Linked DNA regions of Mus musculus: regions 1, 3, 4, 5 and 6 are each linked to region 2. A link is a contact called in public promoter capture Hi-C data. All regions are on one chromosome and are shown on one strand. Each heading gives the region's core, a stretch centred on a gene start, on an enhancer-like site or on the middle of the called end of the contact. The rest is flanking DNA. Distances are from core to core; before and after follow the strand shown. Region 1 holds the start of H19 (H19, imprinted maternally expressed transcript). Region 2 holds the start of Mob2 (MOB kinase activator 2). Region 3 overlaps Chid1 (chitinase domain containing 1). Region 4 holds the start of Chid1 (chitinase domain containing 1). Region 5 holds the start of Gatd1 (glutamine amidotransferase like class 1 domain containing 1). Region 6 holds the start of Pidd1 (p53 induced death domain protein 1).

Region 1 (4,194 bases), core at 1,144-3,643, 520 kb after region 2:
ACTCGCTGTATACATTCATACGGAGAGACTCAAAGCTATCTCCGGGACTCCAAACCAGTGCAATCGACTTAGTGCAAATTCAAAAGGGGGTAAATGGGGAAACAGAGTCACGGGTGCTTTGAGTCTCTCAAGCAAGGAAGGAACAAAAGGAAAGAAACAGAATTACAGGAAAGGAGGAAGAAGAAAAAGACAGGAGGGAGATGATGAAGTCATCCCGGGGTAGAGGCTTGGCTCCAGGATGATGTGGGTGGTGGTCTCCCGGGTCAGGCAGAGTTGGCCATGAAGATGGATTCTCAGGGGTGGGTGGGTGCTATGAGTCTGCTCTTTCAAAATGTTGACACCATCTGTTCTTTCAGCTTCACCTGCAAAGAGAATAAAGACAAATGAGGTGGGGCGGGGGGTGGGGTGGGGAGTGGGCTTGGCAAGCTTCCAAAGGGTGCCCCAGCTCACCTTGGAGCAGATTCCTGAGGCAGGTAGTGTAGTGGTTCTGATTGCAGCATCTTCTTGATTCAGAACGAGACGGACTTAAAGAAGTCCCCGGATTCAAAGGCCCAGACATGAGCTGGGTAGCACCATTTCTATGGGTGGGAGAGAATGAGACCCCTGTCCTTGGCATCCCACCCTCTCCCACCCACATGGGGCAGAAGAGAACTCACCTTTCATCTTGAGGGTTCAAGGTAGGGGGAGGAGGATCCAGAGAGCAGCAGAGAAGTGTTAGCTCTTTGGGAAAAGTGAAAGAACAGACGGCTTCTACGACAAGGCGCCAGCCCATGGTGTTCTGCAAAGGACAGAATCCTGAGTGAGTGGGTGGACAATTAGGTGGTTGAGCGGACTAGCCCTGTGGCAGGGAGTATGCTCACCAAGAAGGCTGGATGACTGCCCTTCTGTCCTCTCCATCACACCGGACCATGTCATGTCTTTCTGTCACATTGACCACACCTGTCATCCTCGCCTTCAGTGACTGGCAGGCACATCCACCTCTGCTGGAGACCTGGCTATAGGGAGAAATGAAGACATGAGTTAATTGAACTTGCGTGGGAGGAGACTGGGTGACCACGAGCGGGACAGACACTTACCCTAGTCTCCAGTCCGAGCTCTTCGAGACACCGATCACTGCTCCGTCGCCGCCCGCAAGGCCCTCCTTGGCCACGGACTCTGGAGGCCAGTGCCTCCCTGGCTCACCACCCCAGCTACTCGCTCTACCTGCACCCAACCTCCCTCCCTAGAAACTCATTCATTCTGCCCCGCCTGCCTCGCCTCGTCTGGCTTCATCCTGTGCCCTTGACTCCCCTGGAAATGTTCTGTCTGTCATGCCAGACCCAGGGACTGAGCGGTTAGGGCATACAGTGTACCAAGTCCACTGTGGGCCCTTTCCGCACCAGTCCCTGGGCCGCAGTGCCTCATGGGAATGGTGTGTCTGCAGGCTGGACCCACTGCAGCCTCCTTGCTGTAAAATCCCTCTGGAGTCCGATACCTGCAGCCCCCACTCCCCTTCTGGTGACACCCTGCACTGCCCTTCTTTTCCATTCTCCAGTTATTGAGGCTCTGGCAAACTTGGGACTTTGCCAGAGCCACTCTTGAACCTTCTTCTAAGTGAATTACGGTGGGTGGGATGTTGTGGCGGCTGGGGACCCATCTGTGTCTTGTGACCCCATCTTGCCCTGTTTGACCCCAGCCTAGAATGCTTCTGTTCTTGCTGGATCCCATGGTCTCTGCCACTGTCTCCAAGGACTCCTATCACCTCCCTGGAGGCAGCGGCCTCAGTCTTTACTGGCAACCCTGCACCTCTTCTTTCTTCTCTCTAAGAGCTCTTTCCACCTGGGGTCGCCAATGGTCCCCCAGCCTCCTTCTGTCTCGGCTCCCCCCGAGACGATGTCTCCTTTGCTAACTATCCTGCCTTTCTATGTGCCATTCTGCTGCGAGGCCAGCCGCTTCTTCTCACCAGGCCCCCTCTCTAAACCTTCGTTTAGAAGGTCAGTGGAGCGAGGCCAAGAGAGAAGAAGGAGACTCACCTGCCCAGCAGACGGCGGTCCTCACCTGCCCACTGCTGCCAGCTATACCTTCACTGCCCAGGTCTGGGGTCGAACCCTTCCCAGCAGCTCCCCTTTATCCGACCAGCCGCCACGTCCTGTAACCAAAAGTAACCGGGATGAATGTCTGGCTCCCCATTCCTCTCCAACCCTAGCTCAGGCCCTTCAGCTTCACTCCGATGTTTTCCAGCCTTTGCGATGCCTTTGCTCTGCCTGAGCTAGCCCCTCAGTCCTTCAACATTCCTGCCAGACTCCAGATGCCGAGGTGCTCCTCGGACCCCACGACTCTCCTCCAGCTCTCCCATCTTCCCCAGTTTCCCCGATACCCCCCACCCCCACCCCCCACCCCCCTCCCACACCCGGTGCTTCGGGCCCTCTAGCCCGGGCTTTTTCTAACTGGAGTGGCTCCGCCCAGAATTCCCGCCCCTACTCTGTCAACCAATCAGTACATGGCCCCGCCGGGGCCCCCGCAGGGCCCACCTCCACCCTGTATCGTTCCAGCGCACGTTCGCCTCACCCCACACCCGCACCCGTCCTGAAATTCTCCAAAGACAGCCTCACCACAACTCCCACTTTGGAATCCCTTAGACAGGGCCTGGCATTGTCCCCAGATATCTCCCTTGATGTCGAGAACATATAGCCCCGTAGCCTGCTGAAGCCCTTCATAGAACGGTGGTGCCCCAGGCACCCTGCCACACTGAAGCTGCCCTTTACTCAGTTTGTATAATGACCACAATGGGAATTTGAGGGCATGGGTCTCATACTATCCCACGGAGTATGAACAGCCTACGAGTGGCTAACCCCCAGCCTTTGTCCTAGTCTGCTTGACTGACCTTATCTGGCCGCAGTGGTTTCAACAAGGTAGTAGCTAATTTGGGCACTCCTCACCGTCCCTTTTCTGGGTGAGTCGTCACGTTTGTCAGGACTCTCTTGCGATGAGTTTTATTAGTTATCTTACAGTCTGGTCTTGGTCACCCCAGTCAACCGGAGGCACAGTATGGTCTCCCTATCCTACTGAAGTACTACTATCAGTGATAGAATGGGGACAGGAGAGATGCCCTGTCCCTCCAGCCACGTGCGTGCGTATACCATTGCTCTTAGCTTCTGTTGAAAGTTATGCAGCTGAAATCCACAGAGTCAGCATCCACAAATCAGGGCACCAGAGAGTAGAGCAGCTCTAGATGGAAGTGACCGGAGCTCCAGATGGGAGGAGGACTCAAGGGCTGACCAGTCATGACCACTCAGCAGTGGTTCTCACCTATGTGAGGTGCAATAGCACCTTGGCAGATCCTCAGCCTAGTGGCTGCATGTCAGCTGAGTACTCATTTCTGGCTCCTAGTGATCCTTCATTTTTACTCTGTGAAAAGCCCTGGTCATTGCTGTGGGTGGACCCTAAGTTATGATACTGACGGACACCTCCAATTTGGTCATAAATAGACCCCAGCCTCTATTATCTTGGCGCTGTAATGTGTGTCTGTGCTGTCACCTTGTGGTGGTTGTGGCTATCTCTGCGCTCTTAAACAAATGATCCTTTTCAGAGATCGGTATATAAGATGGAAAAGAATGACCCCATCTTCTAATGAGCCTCAAGAACCCTGGCAGCATCAGCAGACTAAAGGCCGAGGGTTGGCCATCACATGTAAGCTATTCACTGGTGTGGTGGCAGTTGGTCTCTGTCTCCCATCACCCCCCACATCACCCTTGCTATACTCCCCTATACTTCCCACTATATCCTCCCCACTACACCCCTGCTATATCCCCCCTGTCATCCTCCCCACCATACCCCTTGCCATACCCCCCACCATACTTCCCCTATGGCCCCCATACTCTCTGCTATACCCCCACTATACCCTCCCTGCTATACCCCCACTATACCCCCGCTATGTCCCCCACTATACCCACACTATACCGCCCCACTACACCCCCATTATACCCCCACTATGCCCCTCCTGCCATGCCCCCCACTATGTCCCCCATTATGCCCCCGCTATGCCCCCGCTATACCCCCACTATAACTCCCTCTATATCCCCCGCTATACCCCTACTATACCTCCCACTATACTTCCACTATACCTCCCCATTATACCCCCTCGCTATAACCCACGCTATACAACCCCACCATGCCACACCCGCTATGCTCCCTCTTGCTACCCACCCTCCTGCT
Region 2 (4,824 bases), core at 518-3,017:
CTGTGAGATGCTCAAAGTCCCAGCGTGATCCTCACCCAACTAAGAGAAAGATGTAGCTTTCCACTTAAACTTCTGTAGACCTCCCTGTTGGCTCTAACAATTTCTGTAAGAGACCTCTACTCTTGCACCCATACTTGGGTTCACCCAACATGAAGTAATTAACAAAACCTTTACTTTAACATAAGCAAGCAAACAAACAAACCTTGAAACATTCCAAACCCCTCATTGATATCGGATGGTCTGAATTAAGAAAAAGACCAAGACCAAGACACAATAAAAGATGATACATTTGTCCTATTCTTCCAGACAGAAAAACTACTTAAATGGTTAATTACAGAGAGAGTTTCAGCCCTGAGCAAACAGTGGGTACTCTGAAGCAAAAAATGGCTTCACTCCCGACTACTTTGTCAGCTCTCACCAGGGATCAGAAGACAAAGTGGAGTAGATGGGGGGGGGGGGGCGCGGGGGGATGTCCTCTGAAGGCTCACTCTGCAACTTCCATTCTTCCTACTTTTATAGTAATACTATGAAAGAGGGACAGAGGAGTTTAACGACTGGCTTCTGGTCAGCCTCCAAGCAAAAAGCACCTGGATGGGTATGAGCCTGGAAAAATTACACATACAGCAGTGGTCAGCTTCCTCAGTCACCAAGCTGACAGATCTAGTTCACTTGCAGTGAAACCATACCTTGGCCAAGTTATAGTCAAGTGCTGGCCCTCTCCACAAGTGCACAAAGGAAGAATGGTCTGGAATAGGCTGGTTTCAAATATGTGTCCTATGCTTAAAACCCCTGGGCTTCAGAGACCTTGTTAAAGGCCAGGACATAACATCTGCCAAGCTTACCATATGCAAAACATGTGCTGGCCCTTACCTCAGTTAACCCTTCAGTAAACCTGTACTGCAGATTTCACAGCTTCCATCTGACAGACGATCCATTACAAAAAAGTCTAGAGAGGACCACATAGCTAGGAAGCAGATAGGAACCAGTGACAGGGCTTCCTCTTGAAGAAATAAGATGAGCCTCCGCCTAGTCCCCCGTGTCACCCACACTTAACGTCCTGAGTGGCACTATGTGGCTCCCGGCCTCCCTTAGTCTCTTGATTATCCCTGGGGCTGCTCACTTAGTCCGCTGTCTCCCTAGGTTGCAGCACTGGGAGGTCAAACAGCCTCAGACGTCCTGACAGTGCCACCACTACACTTTCCTCCGCCTTCCCCGCTTCTATCTCCAGAGTCCCGCGCAGCCCTCGTACTGCCGAAGCCGAAGGCCGGCTCTCTCTGTGGTCCAGCAGGATTATACGGACCCCACAGCAGGGCCGCGGACACCGCCACAGGGTCGAGAACCGAGCCGCCGGGAGAGCGCGCGCGGCTAGGAGCGCCCGCCTCTCACTCTCCTCAAAAGTAAATTGGAAGAAAGTCACTTGGGCGGAAGAACTTTCGCAGGCCCCGCGAAGACCGACGACCGACAGTGCCAGGTGCCCGACTCGCGGCCCGTCGATTCGCGGCGAGGGACCGCGGCCTCTCGGGACAGCGCCTCGGGGACCGGGCCTCTCTCCCGCCGGCCGGCCGGCCGGCCGCCTGCCCGGCCTCCCAGCACCCCGCAGCGGCTGGCCGTCCTTCCGTGCCCCGGCCCCTCCTGGAACCCGCTGCCCGCCGCCCTACGCTCCCTACGTTCGCCGCCGCCCCGCGCAGCGCCGCGCTACGCCGTCCTCCGCCACTCACCCCATGAGCCAGTCCATGGCTGCGCGGAGCCCGCGCCTCGCTCGGCCTCAGCCCCGCCGGCGGCCGGAAGTAAACACTCGATGGCTCCCGCCCGCTGCCGGACGTGACGCGCGCACGGCTTGCTGGGACGCGTAGTCCCAGCGGCCCCTGCGGCGATGTCCCGAGTACCTGTTCTGGAGTGTCAGGACCTTTCCCCATCGCCAACCTCGGGGCTTCGAGACCCAGGAGCATCCTGTATCTGAAGACCATCCAGAGTTTCTGGATCACCAGAGTGAGAATAACTTCAGAGGGCCCCAGAAACCCAGACGCCCGGAACTCCAGAGTGCCTCGGACTCGCAAACTGCCTGTCATTGCGCAGTGCCCTGGATCCTGGAGTATCACACCCCCGGTGTCTCTAGAGTGACCCCGGTGTTGCACACCTCTAGTGTTAGGACACTATAGAGTGCCTTGACCCCAGGAGTGAACCTTACCACCAGCGTGCCTGAATCTGTGGAATGCACAGACCCGTGGGAGTCTGAAGTTCCTGGGACCTGAGTATCCCTGACCCCAGTATCCCAGACCTGGGAGTATCCAGACCCCCCAGGCTGGAACATCGGAGTTCCTCTGCTCTGCAGGATGTGTTCCTTTCCTCTGCAGTGCCTCACCCCTTGCTGCTTACATCCCTCCTGATGTCCATCTTCCCACTGTTATCATCTTTTGCCCACACCTAGTGCCTCTGCCAGAACTGTTCTGACCACACTTGCCTCTTCTGTGTCCCTTAGCTTTGCTGGCCGTTCATTTGCATCCCAGCTGCCCGCCCCAGTGGACATGATTGTCCCCTTCAATCCCCATCTGTTCCCTTCCTCTATGTGCTGTACCCTCTGGCTCCTGGGTGAGCCTCTATTATCCAGGATACTTCTCTCCAGCGAGTAAGTCTCTTCATGATCCAGGGTATCTCTCCTATTGTCCGCTCTTTCCAGAGCCTGACCAGTACTAGGAACTCATTGAATACTTTTTGAAAGGCTGACTCTCTATTCTCTACACTGGAGAGATGCTTGCAGGAGCACACAGTTGAGCAGAAGGATCACAACAACCTAACTCACTAGTGTCTTCAATAGAGTGTCATGAATATCAGGCACCAGACAGATAACACCTTCAGGCCAACTGCCTGCTGTAATACAGCTGTCATATACTTGAAATGGGATTCACCTTCCCCAAAGAACCATTCCAGGATGCTGGGAAATGTCCAGTCCATTCCTTCTTTATAGCATGAACAGTCAGGCACTGGGAGTGGGTGGGGTTGCAGTTTTATCAGCAAAAAATACCTGAGATGAAACTGAAATAATAATGAAAGATCTGGAGAGGGAAAAGTCCCAAGTCAAGACCATATCAGGAGGAGAAAAATCAGGCCTGTGTTCTCCTCTGTTTCTATTCCTATGGATGCCCAGTCATACTGGATGACTTCCCCACACCATAATCACTTTGCTTTAGCCAGACGTCAGCTGATTACCTTGCAGTGTGGCCTTGTCCACTGCTTCCGAGGAGCATCAGTCATTGGTGAGCTAGTCTGCTTTTGACTGCCACCATCTGCCATCAGCTGCTGCACTAGATTGGGTGTCATGAGTTGTGCTAGTCTCTTCCAGTTTCTAATGTGGGACAGTTGAACGAGCTGTTTAATGGCCTGTGCCTCTATCTCTTTTCTTATATGTATTTAAAAAAAAAAGGTGTGTGTGAGTGTGTATGTGGGTATGAATGTAGGTGTGTATATGTACCATGTATGTTTGCTGCCTGCAGAAGCCAGAAGAGATCATCAAATTCCTGGAGCTAAAGTTACAAGTATTTGTGAACTACTCGGTGTGAGTCCTGGGACTTGAACTCCAGTCTTGTAGAAGAGCAGCAAGCACTGTTAAACTCTGGGCTTCTCTCCAGCCCTCGATTTCCCTTTCCTCTTCCTTTCTTTTCTTTCTTTTTTGCTTTTGTTTTTTGAGACAGTGTTTCCCTGTGTAATGGCTCTGGCTGTCCTGGAACTTGCTTTGTAGACTAGGTTGACCTTGAACTCAGAGAGATCTGCCTCTCTCTGCCTCCTGAGTGTTGGGGTTAAAGGCATGCACTGACATTCGTGACCTATTTCCTTTTCATTGTAATGAGAATAATAATTTGGTCATGTGTTGCCTCATGATGCACATATATTCTGAGAACTTCCTAGTTATGCCGTTTTGTCACACAAATGTTCTAAAGTCAACAAGCACAGACCTAGATGTTATGGCCTTTTGCACATAGGCTACATGGTGTAGGTTGTTATTCCTGAGTTACAAATCTGTATAGTGTGTTACTGCACTGTAGGTAACCACAACACTGGGTTCTGGGTATCTAAACAGATCATCTGTACCAGTACTACCACAAACAGAAGTGATGGATTACTTAAGATGTTGTAACATCAGTAGGAGTTTTCAGCTCCATTAAACTCTTATGGGACCACCATCATATATGGATTTCACCTGTTACTACAACATAGATCACATAAACATCTTATAAATGTCTACAAAATAGGGCATAAGTGATCCTTCATGAAATCACTGTGTAGGTGGAAAATAGGGGAGAGTGAGGTGTGACTGAACATACTGGGACTGTGGTCCACTGGCTGGTATAGCTTGCCTGGTTTCAACCATAGCCTTCATTCCATGGATGATACTGCACTGAAGGCCAACCCAAATGCCTAGTTCAAAGGGGGAAGTTTCAGATCATATGCTGTGTGATACCCCAGGACTTTACAACCCTTCTGATTGGGAGCCCTATGTCCTAGTGATGGAATGTTTAACAAGCAACACTCTTGTTTGCAGTACCAGAAACTGAACCCAAAGTCTTGTTCATACTAGGCAAGTACTATACCCCTGTATCCCCAGATGTCTTTATTTTCAGACAGAACTTCAATGAGTTGGTAAGGCTGGCTTTGAACCCATTCTATAAGCTATGCCAGCTTTGAACTTTTTGTCTCTTCTTGCTTCAGCCTTCCAAGTAGCTGAGATTAAAAGCCATCACTACTTTAAAGATGGCTTATATTTCTCTATAGGAGTAATGTTTTTGCTTGCTTGCTCTTTGTGACTGTGAATGCATGTGTGGTTTTTCT
Region 3 (4,278 bases), core at 444-2,943, 550 kb before region 2:
GAGTAAAGCCAGCAGGTGCAGATGATAGACTTGCCTGACCTCCTACTACCTATGTCTACCTATGGCCAAAGCTAATCAAATGTGGCCCTGGCATATGAGGATGCACTGCAGCTAGAACTGGTGCTTCCTCATGAGACCCATCATTGAAAACAGGGCATGTTCAGGCCTGTGGGCTGAGCACACTCACTGGGATATAGGTATGAAGACACCTTGTACTGTTATATTTATACTTATGTTATACTTAGTTACCCCTACCCAGTGCTAGTTTTTGGGCTCAAATTGTATATAAGAGGCTCTTCTTTGGCGCCTCCTAGCTCTGTCCAGAGCTCTGAATCCAGACCCAGACCTGCTGGGGTAGGGCACTAGCAAGACCCTCCTCTTTCCAATGCTCAGAACTACTGGAGGAGATGGCTGATGGCAGAGCCACCTCCAAACCTCCCCTGGGAACAACAAAACCTTAGGTCAGACAACCAAGGCTTCATAGGTTTAAAGGTCTTTCTCAGCTCAAGGTGGATCTCTACTGGCTTCTCAGCAGAGGCACAGCGTCCTCTGGGGGTTTCTCATGCCTCTGGTATGGGGGTCCCCATGGAGTGCTATCCCATTCCATTCAATGGAGACAAAAACTGCTGACAAGCCTGAGCTATCAGACCTGTTCTGGCAGAGGGGCTCATGCCTGAAGTCTATACTTGGTCAGTGAAAGCCACTTAATGCCAGGGTGCCCAAAATAACAACTTGGGGACCTTGAGGGGAAGGGAATCCTTCATCCACATCACTGCTTGTCAGATAATACTTAGAAACTAAATAGAAGGCATAAGATCTGGAAGCTGGAGCTAGCTCACTGAGATAAGAGGATTATTATGAGACAGAGGCCACCCTGGGCTACAGAGTAAGTTCCAGGGCAATAAATTCTAGGCCAGCCTGAACTACAGAGTATGACTGTCTCCAAACAAAAGAAAACAAAAGTAGTAAGAATGAGATAAGGAAGAAAACAGGTAGTTTCTGTGAATTTTGGCAGCAGGGACAAAGAAGAACCACAGTACTGGATCTGTCCTGTCTTGCCACCTGCTTTACACACATCCCATTTGTCTGAGAAGACAAACAGGATGAAAGGATGAGAGCTCTTCACTTTGGAAAGACATGGCCTGAGAGGGGACCCGATAAACAATGTCACCCAGCAGCATACACAGTGTGAAGGGTGAGCTGGGAGTAGCAATTTGCTTTACCCAAGGCATAGGTCCAACTGCAGTTGACAGAGGTATCAGTGAGAAACAGAAATTTGGTGCCAACAACAGAAGGCGTAGGTGGAGACTGAGGAAAGGCTCTGAGCTGAAAGCATAAGTGCTTCCAGAAATCAGGACGATTAGCCCCGGGTTCAGGCACTGGAGGCGAAGACCCTACAGGACACCCCCAAATAGGAGGCCTATCTTACCTTGTGCTCTTAGAAAGCTGAATTCTAAGTCAAGAGTGGACACCACACAGCTGAGGCTTGCCCATGGGGGTGTAAGGGGAAAGGTCTAATGGTGAAGTAAGGAAAGAGCACAGGAAGCTTGTCTGCAGGGAGAGGTCAGACGTCACTGGAGTTGAGGTAGGGTCTGGGAAAGCACTCTGTGGATCTGAAGGCCTAGCAACAACTGTGAGCAGGCGCTGTGCTCACTCAGGGAAACGTCAGCATTCCTGAGCCAGAGACCTGCCAAGAAAAGACTCTAGCAGTCACCAAGCATCAGATGGCCGGCAGGCAGGCAGCAGTGCCTGTGGGCTCCTGCTGTGTCCTCCTAAGTCTCTCTCCTTGCAGGGCAGCCCCAGGCCAGGACCAAGGTGAGGAGTGCATGCTCCTTGATGCCTACCCTTGAAGCAGGGTTAATGCTGGCTGGCTCTACAGCCATGAGAAGCCTGGCTGCTGATCTGTTCCAGTCCTGGGGAAGGAAGTGTCCCTGCTGAGTGGGCATCTATTCTGCAGCCCTGACAAGGTGAGCATGGACGGGCTGGCAAAATCGATCAGCTTGCCAGGCCTCGCCCCAGGAAAGCGACTTTCTCCATCTAATTGTCTCCCTTGGGTGGGCCCATGTCCAGGCTGGAGCATGCATGCCCTCATCTCGCCCCATAGGAATCATTAGCGAAATGAGGATTGAGAGGCACAGCCTTCCTTCCCTAGCTGGGAAAATTCAGAAAGGCCAGGAGACTAAGAACAGCCTGTGTGGATATGTGTGCTCCCGAGTGGAGCAGAAGTACCTTCACCTGTGTGGCACCCCCATGTCTAGTTCCTGCCACATACATCTTCAGGCACAGGACAGCTGTAAGAGACTGACAGGACCCTTAACAGTCTCCTGGAAAACAGCAGGTGGCCAGATCCCAAAGCCTTAATAGCGTCCCACCCTGTCTGCCCCATGTTGGGTCCTTCTCGGTCAGTAAGCCTGCCCTCCCTTGTCTGATGTTAGACCAAAGGCTCATGACAAAGCAAGGCAGCAGCACTGTGGGCTACAACAGCTATTAACTCAAGTCTGTGATGAACCCCAGACGCTGGAACAAGCTGTGTGGATCCTGAAGAGTGCAGATGTGTAGGGAAGACAGAATTCACATCCATGGCTTTGAAGCATGGCCCACCCTAATGCCCCACCATGGAAGGACCAATGGAAGACTTGAATGAGAGGTGGTCTCAGCTCTGATGAGTGTACCTTCACAGACTACAAACAACCAGGGCCACAGAGACGGGTCCCAACCTTCCCACTCAAATACAAGCTCCGTTAAGGGGCAAGTAAGTCAGCTCTGGCTTTGTCTGGGCCCAGACGGAGAGAATCTTGAAGCGTCGATAGAACTGAACATCAGCATTTAGTACAGGCTGGGCGGCCTGGCCTCGGCTCACTTGCCCTGGGTGATGCATGCATGGCACCTTCCATAGACTGCACCTGCCTACGGGTCAGAAAGAAACGGCCGCACTCAGTGGGCAACAACACCCAAATCTCTGTTTCTGGATGCCATTCTCCATGGAAAGCCACTAGGAAAATGGGCAGCTTAAATGCTTATTTATTTATTTATTTTGAAACAGGGTCTCAGTATGTATTCCTGGCTGGCCTGGAACTTGATATACAGACCAGGCTGTCTTGAAACTCACAGAAATCTACCTGCCTCAGCCTTCCAAGTACTGTAACTAAAAGTATCTACCATCATGCCTAGTTAGGCTTCTAAGCAACTAACCCGGAATAAAGACCCCAGATTTGTATGAATGTTAAAATATCTAGCACTTAATAGTGAACTTCATGGGCTGGAGAGATGACTCAGCAGTTAAGAGCACTGACTGCTCTTCCAGAGGTCCTGAGTTTAGTTCCCAGAAACCACAACAACCATCTGTAATGGGATCCAGTGCCCTCTTCTGGTGTGTCTGAAGACAGCTACAATGCCCTCATATAAATAAATACATCTTAAAACAAAGTGAACTTCACTACATCTAACATCCTCAGATGGGGCTCCACAACAGCCCCCACTCCCTCATGTGGAGGCCAGAGAACTGACCCAGATGTCAGAACCTGCAGAGGCAGACTTTGAGCAGCACCACAACTGAATCCACGGAAAGGTAAATCACGAATTAGAAAACTTGTAGATGTGAGAAGAAAAGAACCTGGGTGGGGTTAACAGAGGAGAAGGAATGGGAAAGAAACCAGTCTCCTGGAGACAGCAACAGAAAATAACTAAAATCAAAAGAAAATCACATCTCAGGAGCCCAGGGCTCCTCATCAGGCCGGCACACACCACACAGCTGAGGATGAGAGCTGAGGAAACTTCCGAATGTCTCCCAATCATAGTAAAAAGTGAGCACACAGCCCACGGAGAGCTGGATGAACACTGAGCACAGGTGACTGAAGTCATCAAACTGCTGAGACCCAACAGCTAGCACTGAAGCTTGGAGGCAGTCAGGAGATTTATAAACAGGAAAAGCAGAGAGAGGAAGTAGAAACAATGCTTTAAAAGACAGGTGTGGCCAGGCGTGGTGGCACACGCCTTTAATCCCAGCACTTGGGAGGCAGAGGCAGGCGGATTTCGAGTTCGAGGCCAGCCTGGTCTACAGAGTGAGTTCCAGGACAGCCAGGGCTACATACACAGAGAAACCCTGTCTCGAAAAATTAAAAAACAAAACATAAAACAAAACAAAAAAACCCACAGAGGTGCTTGGGTTCACACTATTAAAACCAGAGCCAAGACACTGGAGGAGACCCTCAGTGGAGGAAATGATAGGGCCAGAAAAGAAGAGCAGTCCTAGACAAGTCCACTAGACACAGGAGCTGC
Region 4 (4,573 bases), core at 237-2,736, 520 kb before region 2:
GCCAAACCTGGTGAATTATCCACAAGTTCTCTCCACAGACCAGGACTCAGGCAGGCATAAATGTTATTCCCATTTACAGATAAGGAAACCAACACAGGGGGCAGCCCACCAAGCCATGGGGCACGTGGCTACCATCCCATCCCAACTATACAATGCAATGCAAACAGGACTGTGATAAGATGGCTCAAGTTATAGTTCTGTCACCAGCACACTGTCTCTGGGCCTCCCTGGGCTCCAGTCTAGAGATCTGTGGAAAGTTCTTTGGAAATTTTCCATCACAGAGTGTTCAAGATTTGAGGCTGCGCTGAGGGTAAGGCCTCATGTACCTAGCAAACTTGAAGGAACCCATACAACTTGCTGTATACCCTCCTACCTGAGGCTGGGCCCTCCACATAGAGCTCATTCTCTATGCCCGACAGCCACTCTGGCCTTGCTAACTCGTTTGCACACTCATGTCATCGTTCGTTCATTTGTGGCTCCACAAGCTATGCACACTAACTCACATATCTGAAATCTCTGACTTCGTTATCTTACATCCTGGTTCATGTTTATACTCCTTTATACACCACTCACCCATGTTTCTTCATATCCAGCTACACTGGCACATACATAAACTTAACACATTCACTACTGTGCTGTTCACACGTGCTTCCTGCGGCTTCTTTTGCCCCACCCCCAAACTCTTTTTTGGAGACAGGGTCTTGCTATGTGGCCCTGGCTGACCTGAAACTCACTCTATAGACCAGGGTGGCCTCGGACTCACAGAGATCCATCTGCCAGCCTTTGCCTCCCGGGTGCTAGGATTAAAGCCATCGCTACGGGCTCTCTTGATTTTATGCAACGGCCTGTGCTCGCTCATATTCTCAGATTACTGTTGGCTCGAAAGCTTCCTCACAGTCACACACTTGGCGCTCACACTTCTACTAAAGAACAATGTCACACTCTCTCCCATACCTGCTCTCACCCTAACACTCTCTCACCCTTGCTCATACTCATCCCCACTCGCTTTCTCACCCCTAATAAAGTCCATGTTCTCACATCTCCCCTCACCCATTCGGGCCCTCACACCCGCTCGCTCTCTCACATACGCCCTTACTCTCAGGCTGACACACCTGCTTTCTGACACCTACTCACCCTCACATCTGTTTCTTCCACCAGCTCACCCTCACATCTGCTTATTCCGCACGAGCTCCCACTCACCCTCACATCTGTTTCTTCTCACACTGACACGATCGCTCTCCCCCTCAAACCCTCTCATCCTCACTCACTTCCTCGCCCTCACATTCATAGCTCCCATATTGCTCTCATCCGTGCCCTCTCCTTCCCGCTCACACTCTGCCCGTTCTGTCCGGGGAGAGCCTCGCTGCCCGACGTTCCCGCATTGTGACGCGGAAGATGAAGCAGTCCCATTGCCGCCACAGCCGGGCTCACCTTCATGTCAGGAGACCGGCCAGACCCATCAAGCACGGCCGGAAGACGATTTAATCAACCGGAAGTCCCGCCCACTGGCCTCCACAAGCTCCCGCTGCGCCACGCCAGCTTCCTAGATGCCTTGCGCACGGCACGCTGGGATGGGGCGGGACCGAGATGGCTGGAGGGCGGAGTTAGAGGTGGAGCCTCGTAGCGACCGGCGAGCTGGAGAAGGGCTGAGAGTGGATCGGGACCGTCAGTTGGATGAAGACAGAGCTGAGTGTGCGGAACGTGTACTTCGTAGCCGTAGGTGCTGTTTCCGCTCCTGCAGCCAGTCCCTCTATTGATCAAGGGCCTGTCGTACAGCAGAATAGTGGGGTCAGATCCCGAAATCCTCCCAGAGAAGTTGGTGGTGATGTTGAACATCCCCTCTCCGGGATTGATGGCTGGCTGCCTCAGCACTGTGCTGAAGTCTACATTACGTCCACTTATGTGACCACCAAGGCCTTTAGGGTCTTGGGAACCCATCCCTGTCAAGTATGGGGGACGTGGGTCACTATGCGCATAGTCAGTTCCGTAGTCTCCCAGATGTGTCAGGACAGACTGTGCGCCAAGTCTTTGAACCTCCACATTATCCCAGTTGCCACATTTCTGTCACTATCTATAGGTTTGCAGTGCCCACTACACTGTCTCCAGTAGAGACACTGCTCCAGGCAATATAACATCCTTCTCCAGATGGCCTAGCACAGCGAACATTCTATCTGCCTAAATCCCAGAGCTGTCTTGGTCCTCGTTTTTGGTCTTGCAAATTGTAGGAGCTAGAACCCACAGAGGCAGACACCACGCTCCCCACCCCCATCTCAGCTTTAGCAAGAGGAGCCCAGACACTTCTTCGAGTGGGTTGAAAGCACACGTGACCAGCATTTTTATTTTTCATCAAGCTGACTAGTCCCCACCCCCATCCCTTGCTGTTCCCAGCAGTTTCCTGCAGAAACCACATTTGGCCTGTCCACACCCAGTTAAACCCTCTGGCCCACTCCACTATGGTCTGTTCCAGGATTTGCAGTGCGGCTGTTTCCCCATTCCTGCTGCTGCAGAGGTTTCTCACTGAGCTGAGCTTCGTGTTCTTCCTTCCGAATCACGTTTCCTCCTTTCTCTTCCCCATATTTTCTGCCAGCTGTCCCCCAAGCCTTTCTACAGGGGCGGGGCTGGGTGTGTATGCTAAGGCATGCTGTGCATCACCATCTGCTTTCCTGGCATCCAGCTCAGCACCCTACTAGGAACAAATGCCCAGAACAGTGATTCCAAGTGGGCAGAACTCTGGAGAGGTGGATGTCCTGAGAATTGTTCAGTCCAAGCAATACTAAAGAGACCATCATTCTTTTAAACCAGCGAAGGCATTTGGATCTGACTGATGTAAGAGGTCTTTGAGCTAAAGACTTGGCAAAGTCCACTAAGGATTCCACTCCCAGTCTGTGTTGCAGACTCTTAAGAACAGAAAGGAGAGAAAAACAGAACTCAAGACCAGCCCCTTTCAGGGTTCCATTAGACAGATGCTCAGGAGCCTGTTGAGCTGTACCCACAAAGTCTGCCCTGCCCTCACCTGCACAGCCTGACAAAGGGTGCCCCAGATCTCTGGTATGTGTGTGTAGGTGAACACTGGCTTCTCTCCCCTCCACGGTATTAGGAGTGAACTCAGGACTAAACACCTACTTGGCCAACACTCTACCAATGAACTATGTTTCCAGCCCCAAACTGATTTCAAGTGTTTAGCCACCTTTTAGTCACACAGAAAATACAGAAAGATGGATAGAAAAGACCAAGAGAATCAGAACTAAAGCATTAACACTCCGTATTAGTGAATCCATTCCAATTTTAATGTTTCTGCAGTATTTGAGGTAACTTTAGATTTTCTGCATTTATTTATTTTTGTTTGAAAAAGATGTTTTAAATTTTTATTTATTTACTTATCTATTATATGGTGTGCGTGTGTGTGTGTGTGTGTGTGTGTGTGTGTGTGTAGCAAGCAGCAGTAGGAGGCATGTGGAGGTCAAAGGACCACTTCTGGGAATTGGCGCTCCTTTCTCCATGTGGTTTCTGGGGATCCAGCTCAGACTGTCAGGTTTCTAATCAAGTGCCTTTACCCAGTGAGTCAGCCCCTTGGCCCAAGGAATTAATGTTTTTAAAAATTCAAATTCTTGGGATTCCTGAGATATTGTTGCTCATTTAAACAAAGTACTAAAATGCGGGGCATTTTAGAAATTGAAGCCAGATGTGATGATGCATGGCGCTATAATATCAGCACTTAAAAGGAAGATGGCCATAAGTGCAAGGCAAGCCTGGGTTATATAGCAACATACACACTCTATCTATCTATCTATCTATCTATCTACATATATATGTATATGTATATATTTAGAGAAAGAGAGAGAGAAAGAGTTTGAAAATGCTTATTTAATTGTGTTTGAAGTGGAGTAAAATATTATACAAAGGCATCTAAAAGTGACTGTAAAAATGTCACTGTAAAAATGTGGGCATGGTGGCTCATAACTGAAATCTGATAGTCAATAAATTCAAAGCCAGCCTGGGCTAACTGAGACCCTGCCTATAAATAAACAAGCAAACTGAATCTTAGTTCCTAGTTCTTTTTTTTTTAATTTTTAAAAAAGATTTATTTGTTGTTATATGTAAATACATTGTAGCTGTCTTCAGACATGCCAGAAAAGGGTGTCAGATCTTGTTATGGATGGTTGTGAGCCACCATGTGGTTGCTGGGATTTGAACTCAGGACCTTCGGAAGAGCAGTCAGTGCTCTTAACCGTTGAGCCATCTCTCCAGCCCCTGTTCCTAGTTCTTTTAACTTTAGTGTAAATCTGAGTATAACTCCCCTGGCCAGAGCACTAAACCAGACCTTAGTCAGTTTCTCAGTCTTTGTTACCACAGCAATGTGGGATGTCCTGACCAAGGTCCAAGCTCTGACCCTGAGCCGTGGGTCCCAGGCTGGTATTATGACGCTGTTTGTCTTGAGCCACCATCTGTCTGCAGTTGGCACTGGAAAGTGGGCAAGAGCAGGGCAGTTGCTGTCCACCCAGTGGGCTTTCTGTTACCAATGGGATCTCTGGTCTTGTTCTGGGAACATACCACCCTCATGCACATGGGCAGC
Region 5 (4,623 bases), core at 1,162-3,661, 650 kb before region 2:
ATCAGCTACAGAGGGCTCTCTACACTCTCCTAGCCTCAACTCAGAAAGGAGAACAGCTCACCCTAGAGAAGGGTGACTACTCACCCCTGGGGTGGCCACCTGTAGGTTGAAGGCAGCACTGGCCAGTGTGAAACAGTGGACGAAGGACTGGGCTGACACACCTGCAAAAGAGGGGTCCAGAAAAGTGAGGGCATGATAGGGCCAGCTGTCTCATCCCTATTCATAGACTGCTCCAGTGCTCCTGGGGCCATCCTGGTCCCAGAACCTGCCTTAGGGGCAGTCCATTTTACCCACCCCAGGGCCTACTCCCTGGGGGCAGGACAGCAGCCCTTCAGGTTCAGGAATACATAACTGAGAAGACCTGCTCAGAGGTCCACAGCAAGTCTATTATTTTACCCAGCTTTGGTCACTGGACCCTGAAAGACCTGCAGGTGCTCCAGTGGTTCTGAAACCTCCCTGGACAGGCTCTCCACTTGACCTAATAACTCTACCTTCAGGCCCCCAGGTCACCTTAACTGTCCACCAACACCATTACACCCTTGGCTGCATCCTACCCTTTCCCACTATAGGTACTTCCAAACAGGTAAATGTCTGGTGCATCCCCTTAGAGATCCACCAGGATCCAAGGTCCCCATAACCTGGGAAGAGCAGCAGTGAACATGTCACAGAGGTAAACGCAGCAGGAGAGGAGAGTGGTGTCTGGGGCACTCCCACACCCAGGACATGGGTAAGATTCTGCCCCACCATGGTATTCTCAGCCCTCTTCTGCCCATCAAAAGTGGCACACACCTTTAATCCCAGCACTCAGAGGCAGAGGCAGGCAGATTTCTGAGTTCAAGGCCAGCCTGGTCTACAGAGTGAGTTCCAGGACAGCCAGGGCTACACAGAGAAACCCTGTCTCAAAAAAACCAACAACAACAAAAAAGTCCTTCAAAAAGGAACGAAGCTTGCCTAATTCAAAAGACTCTAGCCCCCAGGTGTGGTAATGCACACCTTTATGCACACCTTTGATCCTAGCACTTTTTAAAAGATTTATTTATTTACTTTATGTATATGAGTACACACTGAAGCTGTACAGATGGTTGTGAGCCTTCATCTGGTTGTTGAGAATTGAATTTAGGACCTCTGCTCACTCCAGTCCAAAGGTTTATTTGTTATTATAAATAAGTACATTGTAGCTGTCTTCAGACCAAATGGTTGCTCTCTCCCATCCTGGTCTTAAGACACCCTGTGGGTCTTAAGACACTCCAGAAGAGGGAGTCAGATCTTGTTAAGGATGGTTGTGAGGTTGTTGGGATTTGAACTCAGGACCTTCGGAAGAGCAGTCAGTGTTCTTATCCGCTGAGCCTTCTCACCAGCCCCCTAGCATTTTTTTAAAGACAGCATCTCATGTAGCCATTGCCCTCTCTATCCTCCTGCCTCCAACTCTGACACTAGGCTTTTGGCTTGTGGATTTTGTTTTGGTTAATATTTTGAGTCAGACCTCACTGTGTACTCCTGCTAGCCTGGAACTTGCTATATAAGTTCCAGACGGGCTCAAACTCCTGGAGATCCATCTGCCTCTGCCTCCTGAGTGCTGGGATTAAAGATAATTTTTAGCTTCTCAATCCCTCACTTTCCGACTCTCAAGGAAGGCCTACCTAGGAGCTGCTGTAGATTCTCTTTTACCTCTATTCCAGGGAGGAGCAGCACCCTCAGGCCCCTCCCACCCTCACCTGGGACGCTTCAGTGTGGAACCCAGAAATTCATCAGTCCAAGATCCCGACGTACCCTCGCGCTCACACCCACTTGCAGAGGTCTATAGGAATCCAGAGGGAAACCCCGGGCCGCAGCCCTGGGCTCCACCTCCCCACAGAGACTATCTCGGGCCAGTCGGTTCCCTAAGGACCCGTGAAGTAATCATCTGCCCAGCGCCCCTGACACACACCGGGCAGTTGGAACATGAAGCCAACAGACCCCTTCTGCGTGAGGGTCCCTTTTATGCAGCTCTTTCGAGCAACCTCTTTCAGGATCGCTTCCTGGAGGTGCACGAAGATAAACCCAAGATAGGGGGTAACAGAGAGGCAGAAAACACGGGCAGAGAGAGTACCAAGCCCCTGCGGCTCACTCGGGGGCAGGGTCATCTCTGCAGCCGCTGACCGTCCCTGTCTGCCAGCGCAGACAACATAGTAGGCCTGCGCCAGAGAAACAGATGCAGGGTCCCAGAATCTCAACTCCACAAACACAAACGTTTGCCCAGAGTCAGGACTGCAGGCCAGTGAGCTACACAGCTGCCCTGCGCGCCTCACCTTCGGAAGCGCCGCTGGCCACCAGGAGACACGCAGGCCTGCTTGGCAGCCGCTCGGACGCCATGGCTACAGCCCAGGCGGATATTTGTGCGAGGGATGGGGCGGGGCGGGGCTCGCCTGCAGAGAGCGGAATGCGCATGCGTGAGGCACGAAGGGCGGGGCTCGCCGGCAGGGTGCAAGGTGGGGTGGGAGAAACAACGCGGAAATTGAGTGAAGATGGGGGCAGTTTGCGCATGCGCATGGGGTAGTGGTTGAGTGGCAAGCATGCGAGGGGCGGGGACTGAGCGGGGGCGGAGCGGGGCGGAGCGGGGCGGGGGTTGGAGGCGGAGGCGGGGGAGGATACGCCCTGGGTCCCTGAGTGGTCGTTTCCTGATTGGAAGCCACCGGTACAGACTTGTGGCCCTAGGGCACATCAATTAAACCCAGTGGGCCGGGTAGATGTTTCCGAGTCCGAGTCTACCACAGAGCTACTACGCCTTGGGCCTTTGCCCGAAAGTTGAGCCTGGCTAAGTGTGTCAGGGAGCGATGACCGGTCGGGCGGACAGGGTGAGGGGCACAGAGTTGGGTCGTATGTGGGCGGGTCTTCCTCTGCCGGTTTGTGAAGATCCAGAAGATACCTGGGTCGGTTGAGTTTTGTATGTTCCTATAGAGGATGGAATGTCACTTCCTGAGCTGTGGACGCCTCTGGAGGTTCTGTTGAGTTTCCTGAGGAAAAGACCAGATTGGGGAGGCCAACCTGTATCTAAAGCGATTTACTTCTGTGGGACTCCTGCTGGGGCTTAGGAAAAGGAACCTGGAGCCCAGGATTGTGTGTTGTCTGAGTGGCGACTTTTGAAGATTCACAAGCCACAAGCTTGACTAGCCATCCTTATTAAATCCCCATCTATTGACATGAAACCCTGAAATTGAAGGGGTCAGATTGGCTAGTGTCCACATACTCACACAGTTCCACCTTTGTGCTGCCTCCAGAGTAACATTAAGGCACCAGAAGTGGCAGAGCCAGCAGTAAGCTTGAGTCTTGTGGAGAAAAGTATTTATATTGAATTCAACGCCCAGGTATTAGATATAATTTTGTAAAGAGACTACCATTCCAGGGAAATGTATAGACAGGGCAAATTTTACCCTTGAGGAAGAGTGTGCTGGAGAAAATGGTGAACAGCACCCCAAGACAGGAAGAGCATTTGATTTTGTTTTAACTCAGGTGGTGGCTGTTTCTTTTGCCCACTGACTGGAGTCCGACCTCACAATCTTATTAACTAGTCGGGAAAGACTCAACATACAAGAAATGGAGGAGGGGAAAGCAGTCCCTGACTGAAGGAGAATCACTGTTCCAGGCTAGTATAGAGAAATACACCTTTGGGTAAACAAAGCTTTTACTAGGTGGAAAGGATTAAACATTTGCATAAAAGTCTTACAAGGTGAAGGAGATAAAAATATTTGGATTCTTCATTCTTTTTTTTTTTTTTTTTTTTTTGTGTTTTTGAGACAGGGTTTCTCTGTGTAGTCCTGGCTGTCCTGGAACTCACTTTGTAGACCAGGCTGGCCTCGAACTCAGAAATCTGCCTGCCTCTGCCTCCTGAGTGCTGGGATTAAAGGCGTGCGCCACCACGCCCGGCTTGGACTCTTCATTCTAAACACAGGTTTTATAATATTTTGATAGAAAAGACTAATATTTGCTGGGTGTAGTAGCCTGTGCCTTTAATCCCAGCACTCAGAGACAGGGCAGGTGGATCTCTGAGTTCAAGGCCAGCCTGGTCTACAAAGGGAGTTCCAGGACAACCAGGGCTACCCAGAGAAATCCTGTCTTTAAAAAAGGGGTGGGGGGGCCTGGAGAGATGACTCAGCAGTTAAGAGCACTGACTGCTCTTCCAAAGGTTCTGAGTTCAAATCCCAGCAACCACATGGTTGCTCACAACCATCCGTAATGAGATCTGATGCACTCTTCTGGGGTGTCTGAAGACAGCTACAGTGTACTTACATATAATAAATAAATAAATAAATCTTTAAAAAAAAGACTGATACTTGATATTTCTTTAACAGGTTCCAGTCCTGAGGGAAGTCAGGGCAGGAACTGAAGTAGAGATTGAGACCATGGAGGAATACTGCTTGCTGACTTTTTTTAGCTACCTTTCTTTGCTTTTGTTTTTGTTTGTTCATTTATTTTTTCTGAGCTAGGGTTTCTGTGTGTAGCCCTGGCTGTCCTGGAACTCACTCACTCTGTAGATCAGGCTGGCTCCTAACAGAGATCTCCCTGTGAGTGCTAGGATTAAAGGCGTGTCCTGCCTACCACCACCCAGCTCTAGCTACTGTGTGTACCTCGCCTGACAGACATGTG
Region 6 (4,830 bases), core at 1,543-4,042, 620 kb before region 2:
AGGTCCCAGAGAGACCAGGCCTGGCTCGGGCAACCAGAGTCGATAGTGGATGGTGACAGGCGTGGTGGTGGCTCCTGCTGGAAACTGTAGGCGGACACCACAGGCCAGGGTCACAGAACAGCCATGGGGAGTCACAAGGAAGCTGAGTAAGAAGAGAGGTAAGAGGGCTGAGAGACAAGGTACCCCAGTGTGGCCTGGGAGGCAGGGGAGACGATGTGTTCTAGCCACATTCCCACCAATACCTGTCCAAATCTGAGGTCAGCAATAGCCTGGGCATTTCTGGAACCTGGGATATGTCTGCACAAGGGACAGGTGACAGTCAGAATGGTGATGTGCCTTCACCCTCTCACAGCCTGGCTATACCCCATGCCAAGCCTACCTGGGGGACTTGGGGGTGCTGGAGAGGCCTCGCCCAGAGGGTTCCCCTGCAGGCGCACAAAGGGAGCGTCTAGTAACTCAGCAGGCAGGTCTCGGAGCCGGTTGTCCCTCAGGTCAAGCCGAGTGATCAGTGGCAGGTGGACCAGGCCAGTGGGCACTGAGGTCAGGAGGTTGCTGTGCAGAACAAGGAGCCGCAGGGACCGCAGCCCCGCTGCAGGCAAGTGCTGGCTTAGGGCTACTCATGGTGGCCCTGTGACAAGAACACTCAAACTAAAGGCTTCTGGCTCTATCACAGGGTGGGACAATGACACACGTGAATTATAGGCAACCAAGAGGTAGAAAGAAAAGGGACATCTGGAAGCAGTGAAGGTTCCCAGGGCAAGAGCACACGGTTCAGGGGCCTCTGTGGAAGAAGGGGGGACAGGGTCCTAAGACTTTAGGTTGCAGGGGGGGTGGGCACATGGGAGTGGCGCTCTGGGCAGTAGCTGAGAGTCGCTCAGTACTGGTTGGTGAAACAAAGCTGACACCGTAGCTACTCACCGAGGGAAGCTGGGAGACTCTGCAGCCGGTTGGAGGCCAGATTGAGCTCACTGAGGCTGCGCAGGTTTCCAATCTCAGAGGGTATGGTGTCTAGAAGGTTCTCAGAGAGATCGAGACGCTGAAGGGTGGACAGGGACCCGAGTGTTAGGGGTAGTCTTTCTAGGCGGTTGTGTGTCACGGTGAGGAAGGTAAGGGCGGGCAGTGCCCCCAGGGCCTCGGGCAGCTCTGAGAGATGGTTGTGAGAAAGCAGCAACGCATCCAGGCCGTGCAGTTCCGGGACACAGGTAGGCAGCGTCTCCAGCCTGTTGAAGCTCAGGTCTAGGTGAGCCAGGCAGGCCAAATCACTCAGGCCAGCAGGCAGAGTGGTCAGGGTTCCATGGAGGCAGGCACCCAGGGCACCCCGGCTCTGGCCACCTGGAAGTGGGGAAGACAGCTATAGCCCTCAAGAGTTGGAGTCTCCCCCATTCAGCGCTGTCAGAGAAAGCCTCCCTTTTAAGCCAGCCAGAGGGACAAAGAAGACACCAGCTCGTAGAAGCTGACAGCATCACCCCAGGAAAACTGGGATCTACAGAGACCCGGCTGGGCACATTCAGGGTTCTAGGCTCAGGAGACAGAGCCCAGCGAGCCTCACTTTGGGGGAGGAAGGTGATAGGGCTAAGGACAAGGGACAGTTGTGGGGTAGGGGTTCACACCTGATGTGCGGGGAGAAGAGAGGTTTGGAGTTAGGGCTGGGACAAGGATGGCCTTTGTGTCCAAGAAGTAGAGTCAAAGCTGGACAGAGATGAGGACAGGGTCAGGAAGGAGCAAGGGTACTCACCTTTGAGGACCAGGGAGCGAAGGCGCAGCAGACTCCACGGAACCTTGGCTAGGGTGTCATCCAGCAGCTGAGGGTCCTCATGGGTGCTGAGCCGCAAAAACTCCACTTGCAGCAGCTGTGGGGGCTGCTGGGAACACAGGTACTGTAGCCGATGGCAGCCCCCTGGGCGTAGGTCCAAGTTCAACTGGTTCCCAGCCGGGAGAAAAGGTGCTCCAGGCCCGGCATCCACAGCCTCCAAGGTGGATGTTGCAGCATCCTCTGCAGCAGCTGCAGTTTCCTCCGGCTCCTGCCCCTCCAACACTGCAGCCATCACCCATGGAAGGTCCTCGGGGACCAGACATGTCCCAGCTTGCCAAGCAAGCCTGCTTAGGCAAGGCTGATAGAAGCTGGAGAAGCAGGGGGAGGAGTAGGCTGTAGGGGACCAGCTCCCCCTCCAGGTCAGAGCAACAATAACTCAGCTTGGAAACCCGGGAGCTCTTGAGACCACCAGCCCAAGAACCCTGGGCACAAGGGGTAGTGAGTGGAGTGGTCACTGCAGCCCTACGGCTTGCATCTGTGCTGGATCCTTCTGCCTGGGAGGGGCACCAGGCAGGGCGACTCTGAACAGCATAGCTTGGAGAACTCTGCTTAGATCAAGGACAAGGAGAGGGTTTCCACCTCAATTCTGGAATCTGCCCAAGTGATCCCTGATCCCTACAGGGCTCTGGAAATAAGGACACACTTTCTATCTTCACACCCAAATGCATGGGGAGAACCCAGAACCTTCTTCCACTGCAGACGTTCACTGTGCCCGAGAGGGTCAGTAAACAGTGCGAAGGGGAGCCAAGAGGACTTTGGGGTTCTTGTGCTAGGGTCCCATATCGCGGTCCCTAGTAGACACTCTTGAGCCACAATTCCCAATTCACACCTCCGTCAAATGGGGAAAGCAGAGGGGGTCTCGGTAGGTGAGGAATCGCTTTGGTCCCGCCTCTGGAGCAAACTTCCCGCCTCCCATTGAGTACCTGCCACGCTGATCTCCCCGCCAGTCTAGGCGCGCTCTGTGCTGCCTTCCCGCCGGCGCGCTTCCGGGCGGGCCACCCGTCGGGCTCCGCCCCTCCGGGCTAGCCAGTAGGAATTCTCCGAGGTTCTTATGGCTCCTTCCTTTTCTGTTGTTCGCACTAAGGGAAGCCGGTGACCCGCAGGAAAACTTACACTTTCAGATCTCTGCAACCCCAGACCTGTGGTGGCACTGCATAGTCTGGGTCTCAAGTGCATTCTAAGACAGGAATTTTGGGTTAACAGAGTATTGTCACACTCCTTGCTAGAAGCTAGAACCTTGAATGCTGGCTTCCTGGGGGGAACCGCTCTAGGAAAGTAGTTCTCAGTCTGTAGGTCGCGACCCCTTTGACAAACTTATATCTCCAAAAGATATTTACACTGTGATTCATAACTAGCAAAATTACAGTGATGAAGTAGCAGGAATAATTTCATGGTTGGGGTCACCACATCATGGGAACTGTCAAAGCATTAGGAAGGTTGAGACTCAGAGTCTCCAGGACTTCCATCTCAGGCTTTGCAGTGAAGTCCAGCTTATTGGAGCTAACCATTGATCATTACTGTGGGCCAACTCCCTACCTAGGCAGTGAGTTGCCTGGCTTTTCCTCCCTGACTTAGGTGGGTCTCAACACAAACAAACTTGAGATAGAAGTTCTTGCCTGCTGGGCGTGGTGGGCACTTCTTTAATCCCAGCACTCGGGAGTTCGAGGCCAGCCTGGTCTACAAAGTGAGTTCCAGAACAACCAGGGCTATACAGAGAAACCCTGTCTAGAAAAACCAAAAAAGAACTTGCCTAAGTCCTTTAGTTGATTAATATTGAAGCCAACACCCAGAATCCTCAGTGGAGCTGGTGGACTGGAAATGACCAAGTGACTGTTCTACAGTCTAAGTGATGGGCAAGCTTCCTGCAAGGCCTCTCTGCTTCCATTCTAGCACCTGCCTCTTTCTCACTGTTTCCATAAAGGTGCCAGATGGTGCTTTATAAAAACCAGCCCCAGGGGCTTAGTCTAATTGTGCTCACCTCAAGTGCAGTGCCTTTCTGAGATGGGAGAACTGCTGCCCCGGGCTGCACAGCAAGACCTGTCTCAAAAGCAATCATCCTAGGAATATTCCTTAAGTTTATATTAATGAGCATGGTGGTATTTGCCTTTAATCTGCAAATGAGCTCTTCACCATTGAGCCATCTCTCCAGCTATTTTGGGTATTATTTTACAGTTAAAAAAAAAAAAATCACAGCCGGGCAGTGATGGCACACACCTTTAATCCCAGCACTTGGGAGGCAGAGGCAGGCGAATTTCTGAGTTGGAGGCCAGCCTGGTCTACAAAGTGAGTGCCAGGACAGCCAGGGCTACACAGAGAAACCCTGTCTCGAAAAACCAAAAAATAAAAATAAGTAAAATTCACGACAGTTGGTGGTGGCTAATGCCTTTAATCCTAGCACTCTGGAGGTGGAGGTAGATAGGTGGATCTCTGAGTTAGAGGCTAGCCTGGTCTATAGAACAAGTTCCAGGACAGCCAGGGATACACAGAGCAGCCCTGTTTTAAACAAACAGAAAAGTCACAACATAAAAAATCATGCCAGGGGCTGGAGAGATGGCTCAGAGGTTAAGATAGTTCTTCCAGAGGTTCAATTCCCAGCAACCACATGGTGGCTCACAAACATCTGTAATGGGATCCGATGTCCCCTTCTGCTGTGTCTGAAGAGATCAATGGTGTTAAAATAAATAAATAAACCTTAAAAAAAAAAAAATCGCCTGGCGGTGGTGGCGCACACCTTTAATCCCAGCACTTGGGAAGTAGAGGCAGGTAGATTTCTGAGTTCGAGGCCAGCCTGCTCTACAGAGTGAGTTCCAGGACTGCCAGGGCTACACAGAGAAACCCTGTCTTGTATAAAAAAAAAAAAAAAAAAAATCATGCCAGGTATGGTGTGCGTGTCTTTAATTCCAACCAGTACTATGGAAGCAGAGGCAAGTGGATTTCTGTGACAAGCCAAAGTTACATGATAGGTCAATGTCTCAAAATTAAAGAAAATAGAAGTGTGGAGAAATGGCTCAGCAGTT

What was found. Promoter capture Hi-C pulls out the DNA fragments that hold promoters and counts their contacts.
Region 1: a promoter capture Hi-C map of hippocampal neurons shows a contact between it and region 2, with 2.7 times the contacts expected there. The contact joins the promoter of H19 here to the promoter of Mob2 in region 2. A contact is called at or near these places in 6 of 39 promoter capture datasets (embryonic stem cells, hippocampal neurons, liver and 3 more) and 1 of 115 datasets of contacts at active chromatin or transcription factors (forebrain).
Region 3: a contact with region 2 is called in a promoter capture Hi-C map of hippocampal neurons, with 2.6 times the contacts expected there. The contact joins the enhancer-like site here to the promoter of Mob2 in region 2. A contact is called at or near these places in 9 of 39 promoter capture datasets (the 3T3-L1 cell line, 3T3-L1-derived adipocytes, cranial neural crest and 5 more), 2 of 115 datasets of contacts at active chromatin or transcription factors (embryonic forebrain and large pre-B cells) and 1 of 9 other capture datasets (liver).
Region 4: a promoter capture Hi-C map of embryonic stem cells shows a contact between it and region 2, with 4 times the contacts expected there. The contact joins the promoter of Chid1 here to the promoter of Mob2 in region 2. A contact is called at or near these places in 10 of 39 promoter capture datasets (the 3T3-L1 cell line, 3T3-L1-derived adipocytes, the HPC-7 cell line and 5 more), 2 of 484 Hi-C or Micro-C datasets (granulocyte-monocyte progenitors and pre-B cells), 2 of 115 datasets of contacts at active chromatin or transcription factors (embryonic forebrain and memory CD8 T cells) and 2 of 9 other capture datasets (adipose tissue and liver).
Region 5: a contact with region 2 is called in a promoter capture Hi-C map of pre-B cells, with 3 times the contacts expected there. The contact joins the promoter of Gatd1 here to the promoter of Mob2 in region 2. A contact is called at or near these places in 2 of 39 promoter capture datasets (pre-B cells and stem cell-derived epiblast-like cells) and 1 of 115 datasets of contacts at active chromatin or transcription factors (pancreatic cancer cells).
Region 6: a promoter capture Hi-C map of pre-B cells shows a contact between it and region 2, with 4 times the contacts expected there. The contact joins the promoter of Pidd1 here to the promoter of Mob2 in region 2. A contact is called at or near these places in 3 of 39 promoter capture datasets (hippocampal neurons, neural stem cells and pre-B cells), 3 of 115 datasets of contacts at active chromatin or transcription factors (astrocytes, microglia and pancreatic cancer cells) and 1 of 9 other capture datasets (adipose tissue).

The regions. Positions count from the first base shown.
Region 1 is chr7:142,575,753-142,579,946 of GRCm38.p6, forward strand. H19 (H19, imprinted maternally expressed transcript) reads right to left here and starts at 2,394. Exons shown (of 5, transcript NR_130974.1): 1 at 1,077-2,394; 2 at 861-991; 3 at 657-778; 4 at 451-578; 5 at 1-362. It overlaps Mir675 (microRNA 675), which reads right to left and starts at 1,395; the gene lies at 1,312-1,395.
Region 2 is chr7:142,059,267-142,064,090 of GRCm38.p6, forward strand. It overlaps Mob2 (MOB kinase activator 2), which reads right to left and starts at 1,768. Exons shown (of 5, transcript NM_028308.2): 1 at 1,719-1,768. The coding sequence starts at 1,735.
Region 3 is chr7:141,509,133-141,513,410 of GRCm38.p6, forward strand. All of the region lies in intron 10 of Chid1 (chitinase domain containing 1), which reads right to left. Among named protein-coding and RNA genes, the nearest start is that of Chid1, 29 kb to the right of the region's middle. Within about 2 kb of position 1,694, at least 9 of the 459 cell types and tissues checked have an H3K27ac peak or open chromatin away from gene starts, as enhancers often do. A contact at or near this core is called in hippocampal neurons, where this site is marked.
Region 4 is chr7:141,538,342-141,542,914 of GRCm38.p6, forward strand. It overlaps Chid1 (chitinase domain containing 1), which reads right to left and starts at 1,487. Exons shown (of 13, transcript NM_001142681.2): 1 at 1,432-1,487.
Region 5 is chr7:141,411,714-141,416,336 of GRCm38.p6, forward strand. It overlaps Gatd1 (glutamine amidotransferase like class 1 domain containing 1), which reads right to left and starts at 2,412. Exons shown (of 8, transcript NM_172116.4): 1 at 2,289-2,412; 2 at 85-161. The coding sequence starts at 2,352.
Region 6 is chr7:141,441,233-141,446,062 of GRCm38.p6, forward strand. It overlaps Pidd1 (p53 induced death domain protein 1), which reads right to left and starts at 2,793. Exons shown (of 16, transcript NM_022654.2): 1 at 2,737-2,793; 2 at 1,736-2,121; 3 at 919-1,332; 4 at 380-589; 5 at 243-297; 6 at 1-142. The coding sequence starts at 2,045.